Regions from separate parts of the Capsicum annuum genome. Here region 2 is linked to region 1. Evidence: chromatin contacts called from public Hi-C data. All regions are on one chromosome and are shown on one strand. Each heading gives the region's core, a stretch centred on a gene start, on an enhancer-like site or on the middle of the called end of the contact. The rest is flanking DNA. Distances are from core to core; before and after follow the strand shown.

Region 1 (2,700 bases), core at 66-2,565:
TAACCAATCAAATCTTATTGATCCTTTTTATAAAATATTGGGATGAATGTTGTACTTTTTGTTACAAATTTTAGATTTTTATGTGTATTGCATAAACTCCAAGTTGGATGATCAACCATCAAAAATAACTTCTTAAGGAGTTGTTTGGTAAGCGGGATGGATAGATAAGAATATACTACAGATTGAGATATTTTATTGGAATTGGTTAGTAATACATTTTGTATATGAAATAGCTAATTCATATAAAATAATCTTGAAACTATTAACATTAAAAATTAAAAATAAAATAAAACAATTTAAATATTTTATCTTAAAATTATTATTCTTATCTCATCAATCAAATCGACCGATAAAATACTGTCCTACCATCATACTATGGTGCCTAAATAGGCAAAAGAGGACAAAGAACATCACATGTGTTACCAACCAACATTACAAATTTAGCCTTACATATCTAACATGAATCTGCCTAGGCCTATGTGATCTTCTACTTTAAGGCCATCTGATAAAGTTGTTCTGGTACAATTCGTTTGTTATTTTTTAGTTAGGTACATGTTATTTTGGAATTGATCTCAACAAATAACAGAATGCACTTTTTGTGTCCTTATTTATTTATTCAAATTCTGCCTAAATATTTGGTTGGAGTTGGGATTAGAGATTGACTATGAATTAGTTATGCATTCATTGACGGAATTAGAAATTTATACGAGCAAATTTCAAATAATTCTAGAATATTACAATTGTAATTTGAATATATGATCTAAAGTAATTTTGAAGCAAAGGTGTAGCTAAACTTTGAAGCTTATGAATTAGCAATTTTAGTCTTTTTTGCAAATTACTCATACTAGATATAATAATTAACTTCATTGTTATCAAGATTTTCTTCATTACTACATTTCAAAAAACACCAAAGGTATGAGCAGTTTCTCACAATTCTTTTGACAGGTCATTGGCTTGTAAACTCAAGTTTTTTCATAAATGTGGATGTATTCGATATGGAATAAGATTTATTTATACACAATCTTGCATATAAAGATTCATAGTAGAAATGGAACTGGAAAAATTGTCACTATGACAAACATATATTATATGTATATCACTTATAATTATGTATATCACATACAAATATACATGGGAATACATAAACATACATTCTTTTACCCAACTACTATCAAAGGGAAGTTCGGTGCACTAAAGCTTCAGTTATGCGCAGGGTTCAGGGAAGGTCGTCCCGACCACAAGGATCTATTGTACGCAGCCTCACCTTGTGTTTCTGCTAGAGGTTGTTTTCAAAGCTTAAATCCTTAACCTCCTGGATACATGACACCAACTTTACCCAACTACTATGTCAAAAGGAAAAAGGCAATATGACTTCACATTGTGCTTCCCATATAACAACCCTAATCTCTCAAAATGAGACGGACTGTGCCCGGTTAGACATCAACATATTATCAGAGCAAGCAGGACGCCAAAGTGCTAGAAAATGTATCGTTGTTCTCCATTAACAATAAAAAGGATTTCAGCGCACTTGCCATAAAACAAAAAATCAGGCCCAATCGCACGTAGAGGAGCATATATGTTGTTCGTACTATGTCTAAATTTTGTAACTTCTGTTAAGGTATAATACATAAACAAACACTCATATTTGGCCTTAGCTAGCAAGTAAACTGTTTAACTTTTGGAGTGCACATCTAGGCACCTCAACTGGCAACTAGACACTCTAGCTCTTCCCAACTGTGTCTCGTGGACACCTACACTAACGTGACACATAAATTTTGGAGGTGTATAGATGATCCTCTTGTAAGTTTGAGTGTTCGTCTGACACGATGAAGATGAGTTGATGTGCCTAGATGTCAGACTAAAAATTGGAATGCCAACTTGCCAACATCATGGTCACTTCCCTTTGGAAATTATATTCATCATTCTTTTGAAACTTTCTACTTGACACAAAATCCTTAAGGTTCCTTCTTGATTGTAACCAAGTTCATGAGCAGAAAAATCAAGCAAATTAACAACATAAGGATGCTTAATCAACTTCATTGGTATCAAGATTTTCTCCAATACATCTTCATGATTTCCAACAACAATAGGGACATACCCTTTTTGAATTATTGCTTGATCTATCCCTTGAATCTCATAATCACATCTTAATCTCGCATAATTAAATGAACATGTGATTTTTTTCACTTTCATTAGTCCTACTAATCTCATGCTCACAACTCTTTTGGCCATTGATAATTGGCTTGTAAAACTCATTTTTTTTTCTTTTTAGTTGTGGTTATATTCAATTGTAGCATAAGATCTATTTATACCCTCTTGCATATAAAGATGTGGATATGGAATAAATGATTTTTTTAATGACATATTTTAGTTAATTGGTTAAGCGATAACTCTAGTTTGAATTGAAGTTATAGTTTAATATATTTATCACTTTCACATTTGGTTTTATTTTTCAATTGCTCTTTAAACCGACTATATGTCCAACAAACCTTGATAGGTAATTAATTAACTTATAGAATACAAAGATTTGAATTGTTTTAAAAAATGAAGTTTTGGTGAATCATCAATATTTGATGTGATACATTAATTAATATATGAATTTCGAAACAATTTCATCAACTAAAATACTAAAACCTTAAGTTTTTTATTTCTTAAACAATTACAAATCATTGAAGAACGAACAAAGATTAAAAATTCAAT
Region 2 (2,700 bases), core at 75-2,574, 56 kb before region 1:
CCCATTATTTTGAAATGGAAAAGGCCAAATCCATCAATAGCCCCTCAAACTTGTCCCGAAAATTCACTTAGACCCCTAACTTGTACCTATCAGACACCTCAACTACTTAAATTGATACCTATCAAGCACAAAATGCTGACTTGGCAAGGAGAGTGAGAGTGAGTTGAACAAAAAATAATATTTTACATTTTTTAAATTAAAACTTATATTTTAATTATTTTATTAATAAAATTTTTAATTATTATAATTTTTTAATTTTTTTTTAAAAAAAACAACAAACCCCCCTCTCCTTCCATTCATCGTCTTCACTACCCCTCCCCGCATTATCATATTCACTGCACCCCATCCTCAACCCAGCCCTCCATCGCCCCCGCCCCATCAGCCCCCAGTCATCTTCTTCATCTCTATTTTTTTCTTTAAATTCTTAACAATTTGTTAATACAATTTTTAATTAATAAAAGAATAAAAAAATAATGAAAGCCATGAACTTTAGATAGGGAATTGAACCGATTAGGAAAGATGGAATCTTTTTCAATTGACCAGTGGAACTTTAGTAATATCATCACTGCCTCTTTGGAAAGATGAAATCTTTTTCAGAGTGGACAGTTTCCAGAAAAGTTTGAAATGGAGGGAGTATTTGTAGCAACATATACCAATGGAGGGTTGTTTGCTTAGGTTGGTCGGAGAAATCATAGGCCAATCAGAGAGGGGAATGTGATGTCATAATTTGAGAAGTCCAGTGCGACAAAAACCAACAGAGTTCCCATATCTCACAGAGCTCCTTGTTTGCTCCGCCAAGATACAAGTCACGTTTTCTCCATGCCCCAATTTTCATTCCTGATTATAAGTATCAAATTCTGGTTGTCACTGATTTCGTCTTTAATGGCGATTTAGGATGATGAAGAGAAGTTGATGGAGGAGGGAGGGGCGGGGTGAGGGTGGATGTAGGGGTGGGGGTAGATCAATTGTCATTTGTGGGTGGATGGATGACGACATGGGGGTATGGTGAAGAAGACGACTACGGGGGTGGGGTGTTTTTTTTTTTTTTTTTTAATTAAGAAATTATTAGTAAATAGATAATTAAATAGGAAAAAGGGAAAAATAAAAAATTCCACTTATAATTTTTTTTGGCCATGTTCTTTTTTTTTTATTGGTTAATTTTTGTCATGTCAGTGTGTGTGCAATACACAATTTAGCTTTTAGCTGATTGGATAAAAAATGCTCAATTAAAATCAAATTGGGTGGAGTTTGATAGGTACAAATTTTAATTTAGGTCTAAGTAAATTTTAGTAACAAGTTTAAGGCTATTAATGGATTTGGCCAATGGAAAAAAAAACATTAGATCTCTCTCACTCAACAAGTACCAATTGTCCTAGTCCAAAATTCCCGTAAATCATAATAATGCATAAAACAGCACAATCATGGTTTACAGGAGGACCAAGTAATGATGTAGATAAAAACCCATCATCATTATTAGCTGATTGGAATGCTTATGCTGCTGATCAAGATAATCAAGGTTCATCATCTGATCTTGGTTTCGATCTTGAAGCTGCTGTTAGAACCGCTAATGATAAAGTCTCTGGTACTTTTAACGTGTAAGTTTGCTATATTGAAATTATTTGGGTGAAAATTCAGTGGAATTTTTGTTTTTTTTGATGCATTATATGATGTTTGCTTGAAGAATTTGCTATTATAATTTATGTGAAAATGGAGTATTTGGATGAAAACCTAGTCCATTTTTTGATTTTTTTTGACCCTTTATGAAGTATTTCTTGAAGAATTTGCTATTAATGTATATGGAAAAATGGAAATTTGAGTATTTAGTTGAAATTTTTTTGATTTTTTTTGATGCATTATGATGTTTGCTTGAAGAATTTGCTATTAATTTATTTGAAAATGGAGTATTTGGATGAAAACTCAGTTTGATTTTTGATGCATTTTATGTAATATTTGGATGACAACCCAGTTTAATTTTCGATTTTTTTGATGTGTTATGACGGTTTGTTGAAGAATTTGCTATCAAATATATGGAAAAGAAATGGAAATTCAAGTATTTGGATGAAAACCCAGTTTAATTTTTGATTTTTTTGACGTGTTATCATGTTTGTTTGAAGAATTCTACATTAATAGACATGGAAATGGAAATGAAATTCAAGTATTGGATGATTACCCAGTTCAATTTTCGCTTTTTTATCAAGTTGGAATGAGCATAATGAGTTCTCAGGTTCAATTCCTAGCAGAGACAACACTAGGTTTTTTCTTTCCATCTGTTCTAGCTTTGGTAGACAGAGTTACCTGGTGGTACCTGTTGCTGGTGGGAGGTGGCAGGTGGCAGGTATCCCGTGGTCGAGGTGCGCGCAAGCTGGCCCGGACAGTACGGTTATCAAAAAAAAAATGCTATTATTAATGTGGAAATGAATTTTCCAATATTTGGATCAAAACCCAGTTCAATCACCATCAATATATCTACGATTACAATAACAATAATATACCCAGTGTATTCCCACAAAGTGGGGTGTGAGGAGGGTAAAGTGTACTTACTACCTCAGATAAAGTAGAGACTGTTTCCAATAGATTGAAATTCTAATATTTGGGTTACAATCAGTTCAATTTTGTATGAGGGAGAGTTTATGGCCGAGGATGTTGTGATGGATATGTTGGGCATATTAGGAGAGATAGGATTATGAATTAGGATCGGGA

What was found. A called contact is a pair of places that touch in the nucleus more often than the background predicts.
Region 2: a Hi-C map of bud shows a contact between it and region 1, with 2.2 times the contacts expected there. The contact joins the promoter of LOC107841935 here to the enhancer-like site in region 1. A contact is called at or near these places in 3 of 5 Hi-C or Micro-C datasets (bud, leaf and placenta).

What each region holds. Positions count from the first base shown.
Region 1 is chr9:204,024,021-204,026,720 of UCD10Xv1.1, reverse strand. No RefSeq gene overlaps it. Among protein-coding and RNA genes, the nearest start is that of LOC107841893, 12 kb to the right of the region's middle. Within about 2 kb of position 1,315, at least 3 of the 5 cell types and tissues checked have an H3K27ac peak or open chromatin away from gene starts, as enhancers often do. A contact at or near this core is called in bud, where this site is marked.
Region 2 is chr9:204,080,050-204,082,749 of UCD10Xv1.1, reverse strand. It overlaps LOC107841935 (protein transport protein SFT2), which reads left to right and starts at 1,324. Exons shown (of 5, transcript XM_047396452.1): 1 at 1,324-1,595. The coding sequence starts at 1,402.